Linked DNA regions of Sus scrofa: region 2 is linked to region 1. Evidence: chromatin contacts called from public HiChIP or PLAC-seq data. All regions are on one chromosome and are shown on one strand. The core of a region is the stretch at or near the end of the contact, and the rest is flanking DNA. Distances in the headings are between cores, read along the strand shown.

Region 1 (4,836 bases), core at 1,223-3,722:
CAAACCCAAGTAGTATCCATGAAGATGTGGGTTTGATCCCTGGCCTCACTCAGTGGGTTAAGGATCTGGCGGTGCCACAGCTGCGGTGCAGGTCACACACGTGGCTTGGGTCCCGCTTTGCTGTGGCATAGGCTGGCAGCTGCAGCTCCAATTCAGCCCCTACCTGGGAACTTCCAGATGCCACAGGTGCAGCCCTAAAAAGCAAACAAACAAACAAAAAAACAACAACAACAGATAAAAGTACTTTTGTCTCAATAAGCTTAGGGTCTGCCATTGGGCTGGGAGGGCAAAAAAGATTCCTTGGAAATCCCTCCATCATGATAAAGTCATTCACCCACCCAGTTATAACTAAGACTGCCATGGTGCTTTTCCTGCAGAGAACACAGAGGTGAGCCAAAGAGACAGACCTTGCTTTCAGGGAGCTTACAGTGCATCAGGAGAAATATTAAATAACAGAAATATAAATTAGTTGCTCTTTGAAGACAATGTCTTAATCATTTTCTCTAAGCCCAATAACACCCACAGAAGACATTTAATTTCTGAGACAAAACAAGATGTTTGCATGCTTTCAATCCCGGCTCAATCATTTCCTAGCTACGAGATGACTTAAGCTTTCAAACTGTTCACTGTCAAAGCTAATGCCGATAACAGTACCAAGTTCGTAAGGTTGCAGTATCAGAACAGAAATGGTCAAGTGTTCATAATCATCACTTAATGTTATCACTGATATTCCTAATTAAAATGAAAAAAAGGATTTTCTCCATTCATTCACTCACTCAAACAAGGTAGAGAATTTAAAACCAGGTTGCTCTCTGTACTATACATATTTACTCCGTAGCCTATCCTGAGACCTCCAAGTGTCTTAGACACAAAATTTTGTCTCAGGCACAAAAATGTAGCTACCCATCTCTGAGGTACACACACACTCCAGTAATATTACCTGTGAAAGGTCAGAGCTTTCAAGCAAAGGTGTCAAAAACAAAACAAAAAGCATATAAATGAATTACATACAATAGCAAACTAAAAATAGAGGTTTTTATAAAAGGTAATATTTACTAATCTTCCATACTTAGCCTAGAATCGTTAGAACTTTAGGGTCAAGATTTTGCCATTATTAGTTGGGCACATTATTGAGGTAACAGAGTGGAATGCAAAAGAAAAACAACAAATTTAACCAGATAGAACAAAGGAAGGCAAAGCTGTCCTAAGAGGGATGATATTAAAAAGAAAGGGAAGTGACTAACCATCTTTTGTAAAAAAAAAAAAACTATGAACTTGCAGATTTGCATGAGGCCAGCACAGAGATTTTACTTATTTACAATAAACTTATTTTTCTACCCCAAACCAAAACAATGGCTGTTACGATTTTTATGACCAGTTGTCAGTGGCGCTCAGAGAACCACTTGGTAAACCCAAGAAGATCCAAGTTGTAAGTCTATCAAAGTGTGTGTAATCTTGAGGGAGTCTCACCTGTTTTCTCTGTTTGTTTCCTCATTCTATAACCAACTTAAGAAACTAGCATCATCTTGCTTTCAAACAATATTGATTATGGGCTATAACTACAGTGCTTAAAAATTACTTGCAATAAACTGACCTCCCTGAAGAGCAGAATGCCTAAAGAGAAAACAGGAAAAATCAAGACTCGAACAAAGATACAAACACTAACAGAGAATTTATTTACTATACTTCAGGCACTGTAAACTTTGTGTGTACTAACTAGCTCATTTCGTCTTTCAAAGATGCCTAAGTGGTAGGGTGTGTTATCACTCCCATTTTTCACACAATGGAACTGAAGCTCAATGAGGTTAAATGGCTCGTCCCAAGAAACCCAGCAAGTGTCAGAACTTGGGCATTCTCACTCTAGATGCCAAGCTTGTTATCTTTACACACATCTATCTCCCCAGCTTTGCCACTAACTAGCTATATGAGCTTGGGCCAGTCATGCCTATCCCCTTAGGCCTCAGTTTCTCTAACTGAAAATGAGAGACAGGCCAGCCTTAAGGTCGCTTCCGGGCGCTAAATGCCAGAAGACCATACGTTATCTGGGGGGAGGGGAAGAGGCTGAGGTTTGGGAAGCGTTCAAACCTCGGATCCCCTCCAAGCAGGGCCGCCAGGGCTCCCACCCAGGCACCTTCTTAGTACCGCGTTCAGAGTGAGGCGCTTGGCGGTACAGGTCGCTGTGCACTCAACAGGCACTCAATGAATGTGCGCTGAGCCCGCCCCGCGCGGCAGCCCTGACCCGAGCCCCACGGAGTTACCCGTCCATTACATCCAGGTGCAGATAATCAGCCCCAGAGTCCAGCATCCGGAGGCACTCGGCCCCTAAATTGGCCAGGTCGCTGTTGAGGATAGACGGGCCAATCCTGCAGCCGGACGCCATGGTACTAGTTCCCTAGAGCAAGTTACCCCACGAGCGACCTGTCCAGATGAAGTCGTCGCGCCGACTGGCTGCACAGTTTTAGCCCCGCCTCTTCCCTGCAGAGTCTTCCGGACTCCACCGGAAGCAGCTGCCCTGAGGGGAGGAAGTCCCGCCTCCCTGGGGAAAGGGCGGCCAACCTGAGAGCTTAGGGGTGGGGCCCCACATTTAGGCACTTTCTTCCTTACCCAGACCTTACGGCGGGCCTTTCAGGTCTCCCAGCCTTGTGAGGAGTTTCTTGATCTTTTTTAGTTTTACTTCCCCTGCAGTTCTTTCTAGGCTCTTACCTTCTTATCACTTTTTTGTTTTGCTGCGGTTTGCATAGGAGCTCCTTCCATCTCCTTCTGTCTCACTTGTGTGTTTATCCGTTAATCAACAAAAAACCACCCTTCTTCCTATTTTTTCTCTTTGAATTCTTAAGAGCTCTGGAAGTCAGATTTAGGTCGGAAACCTGCTTCTACCCGATACTACCTGGTGACCTGGCTAATCGCTTCTCCATGCCCTCAGTATTTTCCTCTGTCCAGTCAGGGCTTGAAAACTGTAAAAGCCCCTGTGTCCTTGTGTTTTGAAGTAAAAGGCTTTTCCTTTAGCCTTCCAGGCCTCCCCTCAGTCTCAAAAGGCTGACTCAAGACCTAATGATTAGGAAACCCTGTTATAGCTAAAAACTAGTTAATAGCAGTCTATTACGTTATGCCCTGCCTTGGGCACACTAACTTACTCTGGCTTTTCACAAATAATTTTTCCTTGCTTGTTTTTTACTAATGATTACTTTCATTAGAGTTAAAGTGCATGCCTAGTGTTTTCGTTTCCTTTGAAACACTCCTTAAAACCTCCTTCTTTTGTGGGCAACTTTCACTGCCAAGAGAAAGTCCAGGTGCAATAACCCCAAAGACCACCAGAACCCATCACTGACCACCTGACTGTGGCCTTGATGACTTTGAAATAGTCTCGGTCTGTGCACATGGGTCAGAAGAAGAATTTCTGAACTCATATCAGAGTGAAAAGAAAGAAGAGTTTATTGAGCATGGTGAGGTGGAGAGACAGTTTACTGAGAGATAAGAGAGGCTGCAAGCACAGCGGCATGACTTCCTGATAATCAGGGAGTGCCAACCATGAGTGCATGGTCAAGTCTGTTTTTATAGCCCAGGGAGAGGGGAGGTCTCAAGACACAACTGTTGACCTACTAATTGTTTGAGAACAAAGGGTCTTATGATATACTTGCTGGTTGGTTGGGGCGTTTAAGGCCCAACAAAGGTTGGTGGGGGTGGGGAGTGAGCCACTTAACTTTCCTTCCTAGGAGTAGACCAGGTTGCTCAAGGTGGGGAAAGGGCATAAACACAGAGACAAGTGGGGCAATGATAAAGGTCTGGCAATTCTTGCCTTGGCCAGAGGCTTTGAACTCTATCTCCTTGAAGGGGGCTTGAAGTCTAACAGAAATGATCCATGGAGGGAGAAGAATCCCAGGACAGTAATCTTTACCTACAGTCCTTTTTTTGAGCTAAACCTAGAAGTCCTCTTGGTATTCTCTCTCAAGGGGAAACACTGTTTTGAGGTGTTACCCTGCTGTGCCCTCCTTTGCCTGGCAAAGCAGTAAAGCTGTTCTTTCTGCTTCACCCAAAACCATCTCTGTGACTTAACAGTGCCAGTGTACAGAGGCCAATCTTGGCTACGAAATTTGGGGGCTCAAAAAAACGAAAACGGAGTTCCTGTCGTGGCACAGTGGAAATGAAACCATGAGCTGTGGTGTAGGTTGCAGACACGGCTCAGATCTGACGTTGCTGTGGCTGTGGTGTAGGCCGGCAGCTACAGCTCCGATTAGACCCCTAGCCTGGGAACTCCATATGCCGCAGGTGCGGCCCTAAAAAAAAAGAAAAATTTGGGGGCTCATCCACGATCTGACTCTCATACCTGGTCTGCCATCCTGGAAGGGTTGGGGATGGAGAGTGAAAGGGAGTCTGCCTAGCAGGTGCTGAGGGCGACCTTCACTTTGAGCATTCCTTTCTTCCTCCACCCACACCAGTAATTTCTACTCTGAGGAATTATTTTGGGGAAGGAGAAGTGTACAATCCTGGGATGTCATGACGCCTTGGCCAACATCTGGGTATCTGGGTAAGTCCCCCAGCATGCACTCTGAGGCCCCCTTGGACTTTGTTCATCTAAGGAGCCAAGTCTTAGGTTCCATCTAGGGATCTTCTGTTTCAAAATCCCACCTGTAAGGCAACACTTGGACTAAGGTCACAGGCTTAGTGGGACTTGGAAGCCAATCTGAGCTTTGTGCTGTCTGGTTCGGTTTTTCTGGTTTGAGGCTTCTATTTGCTGGCAAGCATTCTGGTTTGTTTTTTATCAAATATATGGAAATTGTTTCTATTTGACAGCCCCAGAGGGAAAATTTTGGCAGACTTGTGGACCTATACTTGTAA
Region 2 (4,621 bases), core at 1,491-3,990, 180 kb before region 1:
GCTTAAATTATGCATCTGTTGAATGTTATCTACTTTTTTTTTTCCATTAGAGCCCTTAGGAAATTAATCATAATTTGTTATTTAAGTTATTTTAAAGTCACAGTCATATAGTTCCAACATTCCTCTCTTACCTGAGTTTGGTTCTGATGCCGCTTTTTCTCTTCAAACTATGTTTTTTGCCTCTTAGTATGCCTTGTAATTTCTTGTTCAGAGAGGGAACATGAAATTTGGTAAAAGGAACTTTAGTAAATAGGTATTTAGTAAGAGGTGGGGCATAGGGGAAGCATTCTGTAGTCTGATGATTAAGTTTATCTTTTAAGGAGCCTGTGCCCCTGGCTTGAACTTCACAAATGCTTCACAGATTTTTTTCCACCTCTTAGGTAAGATAGGCTGACTAAATAGAGCTTGCCTTAGTATTTCCCTTACCCACACAGAAGGCTAGTACAGGCTGGATTATTTCCTTAATTTACTTTTAACTAAGAAAAACCAAGACTTTTCAAGAGATTTCCTTGGAAGAGAATATATTATCTCTCACTTACCTCACTGTAGCATTTGATAGAGCTGTATATGTCTTTATACTTTTAAACACTTGAGAATCTTAATCCCATTTACTCTGGAGTTTCCTTCTCTCCCACTAACTAGACTTTTTAAGTCAATCTTGTTCCTTTGTAGCTCCTCTTTCCTTGTTCAAATAAATGTGAGTGAACCCCCTGGCTTGATCCTGGGCTCTTTTCTCTTTTTTGCTTGTATTTTTCCGTAGATAAATGTTTCCAGTCCTTTGGCTTTAAATACTCTTTATATGACAGTGACTCTCCAAAATAATATCTTGAAATGTTAACTTCTTGCTTGAATTCTATACTTATTTATCCAACTGCATCCATGTGGATGGCTATCAGGCACTTCAAACTCAATGAATTCCAAAGAGAACTTTTTATTTTTATCCTTCAACCTTCTGTCTTCCCAGGTCTGCCTCATTTAAGCAATACACCACTAACCACTCAGTTGTTCAAGCCAGAAACCTAGGAGTCATACTTGATTGCTTTATCTTAAGCCTCATAAGATCTTAGCTGTCAAAAGTTTCATCAACTCTAGCTTGAAACATTTCCTAGATTCATCCATTTTCATCTCTGCTACTGCCTTTGTAGTCCAAGTCACCCACTATCTTTCATTTAAATTACTTCAGTAGCTTCCTAGTCGGTCTCCCCACCTCTGCTCTTGGAAGCTGTTTCCATTCTTTCTCTAATTTCTTTTCTGTATAGAACAACCAATATAATTAAAAAAAAAAAAAAGTCAGGTCATATTACACCCCATCCTCATTCAGATGTTTAGTGGCATTATTTTGACTTATATAAGATGTCCATGGTTTGGACCCTGTTTGCCTTTCTGATCTTATTTCCTGTTACTCTCTCTGGTTCGTTTTGTTTGTAGTTTTTGTCCCACAAACACACCAAATTTATTTCCTGCATTAAAGCTTTGTATTAGTTGTTATTTTTCCTTGGAAAGCTCTTACCCCCAATCTTGGATGTGTTTTTGTATAAGGTCTGAGTTATGGGCTAAGGCTCAGGTTTTTGTGTATGAATGCCTTATTGTTCCAGAACCATTTGTTTGAAAAACAAAAAACAAAAACAAAAAACCTAAGGCTTTCTGCATTGAGTTGCCCTTATATCTTTGTCAGAAATCAAGTAACCATGTAGGCATAGGTCTATTTCAGAGCTCTTGCCTTTTTTTTTTTAACCAGTGACCCCACCCCCACTCCCACATGGAAGTTCCTAGGCCAGGGATCAGGTATGGAAATGGATCATATCCGCAATCTGAGCCACTCAGAGACAACCTCAGGTCTTTAACCCAGTGTACCACATTAGGAATTCCAGAGCTCTTTTTTTCCCATCAATCTATGAGTGCATCATTTTGCTAATCCACACTTATTTTGACTACTGTAAATATAGGTAATATGAATCCTTCAGCTTTTTCTTTTTCTTCTTTTAGCTATTTTAATTTCTTTCTTTTTTCATACAAATTTTTGAATCAGCTTGTTGATATTAGCAAAAATCCTGTGAAGATTTTGATTGGGATTGTGTTGAATCTGTAGATCAGTTTAAGGAGAATTAATGTTGTAACAGTATTGAATAACCAATGAAGATAATGTGTCACTCCATTTATTTAGATCTTCCTTGATTTTTTTCCCCATTGTCCCCCCCCCCCAACTGTGTAGATCCTACACTAATACAATCATTATGTTAAGCTATTGGAATTAATACTGTATTAAAAATATCTTTTCCTAGTTTTTTCTTTTCCAGTATCTAGAAATGTAAGTGATTTTTGTATCTTGACCTTATATCTGCTACCTTAGTAAACTCATTAGATCTAGGAGGTTTTTAATAGATCCCTTGGGATAGTCTGTGTATGAAATCATACATCTTTGAATAGACACAGTTTTCTTTTTACTTTCCAGATTTGCTTTTTGTTTTCCCCCTACTATCTCACTGGCTAGGACCTGCAGTGTGATAGTAAATAGGAGTGGTGAGAATAGACACCTTGCCTCAGTCCAAATCTTAAGTAAAAGCATTCAGTCTTTCATCATTAACTATGAAGTGCTCTGGGAATTTGTGTAGATACTCTTTATCAGGTTAAGAAATTTCCCTCCTTTTCCTAATTTGATGCTTCCCCCGCCCAATTATGAACAGATATTGCATTTTGTCAGATGCTCTGTGTGTGTGTGTCTTTTTTTTTTTTTTTTTTTTTTTTTTTTTTTTTTTTTTAAGGGCTGTACCCGGGGCATATGGAAGTTCGCAGGCTAAGGGTTGAATTGGAGCTGTAGCTTCTGGCCTACACCGCAACCATAGCAACGTGGGACCCAAGCCACATCTGCAACCTACACCACAGCTCACAGTAATGCCAGATCCTTAACCCACTGAGTGAGGTCTGGAATTGAACCCTCATCCTCATGGATACTAGTTGGGTTTGTAACCCCTGAGCTACAGTGGAACTCCTGTCAGATGCTTTTTATTCAATTTTTTTTCCTTTAGTCTTTTGAATGGTGAATTTCAATGATGGATTTTTTTTTTTTTTTTTTTCCTTTGTAGGGCCATAACCGAGGCATATGGAAGTTCCCAGGCCAGGGGTCGAATCGGAGCTACAGCTGCTGGCCTACACCACAGCAACTCAGGATTTGAGCCATGTCTGCGACCTACTCCACAGCTCACGGGAATGCCGGATCCCCAACCCACTGAGCAAGGCCAGGGATTGAACCCTCATCCTTGCATTCATGGAATAAGCCACTATTGGTTGTGACATACTCTTTTAATATATTGCTATGTTTGTAACATTTATTTTAATAGAAATAACTGAAATAGGTTTTGTTACTACTTATTACTACTTAAATCCTGGAATACCTTTAAAAATCGTGACTCACTTGTTTGTTTTAATTCAGTCAACAATTATTTGACAATTATGTGCCAGATATTGTCTTAAGTGCTGGGGATTGGAACACTGAACAAAACTGAGTTCTGCCCTTTAACTGTACCCCTTTCTATAATGTAATGAAATGTCAGGTAGTGATTAGTGTTCTGAGGAAGAATAAAGCAGTGTAGGGGAATAGAGAACCATGAATTGAGAGGCTAAAGCTGTTTTAAATAATTAGTCAATGCAGGATTCTCTGAGAAGATGACTCTAGAGCAGAAACATGAATGACGTGAGAGAGCCAGCCATCTTACTTGTGGAAAATTGTTCCAGGCTGAGAGAATTGCAAACACAAATTCCCTGAAACAAGGACTTGTTTGGTGTGTTTCAGAATAGCACAGAGGCTAGTGTTTCTGGACTGTAGTAATCCATGGAGAACGTGTAGGAGGCGAAGTAGTCAGGGACGTGATAGTGTAGAACTCTGTAGGTTATTGTAAGGACAACTTTGGATTTTATTCTGAATGTAATGGCGACCACTGATTTTTCACCAAATATTTACTGAGTATTTGGTATATATCAGATACTTTTGCATGTTGACTTTATTAAAAAAATAATAAAATATCCAAACATTTGTAGATCTTAGAAATGTTGGCTATAAGTGTAGTTGTTTATGTATATGGAGGTAGTCAGAGTAGTAGAATTTAGAATAATCAGTAAACATTGTTATACCCAATGACTACATATTTAAGTAATGTAGAAAATGGGAATAAATGCACTTATGTTTTATGCTAAAACTGTACGTATATAATTTAGCCTTTTTTTTTTTACATTATAGGAGACAGCTATTTTCATGAGTTTCTTTGGGTTGCAAAGTCAAGAGAATTTCAGATTAGGTTTTTTAATGTTAATTTTAATCAAGTCCAGTATACCAATTGTTCTCTTTTCTTTCCTTTTCTTTTTTTGGCTGTGCCCACAGCATGTGGAAATCCAGTATACCAATTCTTTTCTTTTTTTAGCTGCGCCCACGGCATGTGGAAATTCCCAGGCCAATGACCCAAGCTCCTGCAGTGACAATGCCAGATCCTTAACTTGCTGCACCCAAGGGAACTCCCAGGTTAGGATTTTTTTTTTTTAAATAAGGATGTACTTGGTAGTAGGATATAGAAAAATCTCATGGAAATCCTAGAATAGGAATTTTGGTATGGCTGGGCCTTTCAGAGTC

Evidence for each region. HiChIP or PLAC-seq counts read pairs in DNA pulled down with a chosen protein or histone mark.
Region 2: a contact with region 1 is called in an H3K27ac HiChIP or PLAC-seq map of alveolar macrophages. The contact joins the promoter of KANSL1L here to the promoter of RPE in region 1. A contact is called at or near these places in 2 of 5 promoter capture datasets (fetal liver and liver) and 2 of 2 datasets of contacts at active chromatin or transcription factors (alveolar macrophages and skeletal muscle).

What each region holds. Positions count from the first base shown.
Region 1 is chr15:112,720,959-112,725,794 of Sscrofa11.1, reverse strand. RPE (ribulose-phosphate 3-epimerase) reads right to left here and starts at 2,472. Exons shown (of 7, transcript XM_013984453.2): 1 at 2,270-2,472. The coding sequence starts at 2,380. It overlaps LOC102158523 (a long non-coding RNA gene), which reads left to right and starts at 2,615. Exons shown (of 4, transcript XR_002339061.1): 1 at 2,615-3,443; 2 at 4,437-4,525.
Region 2 is chr15:112,900,345-112,904,965 of Sscrofa11.1, reverse strand. KANSL1L (KAT8 regulatory NSL complex subunit 1-like protein) reads left to right here and starts at 2,740. Exons shown (of 16, transcript XM_005672154.3): 1 at 2,740-4,621.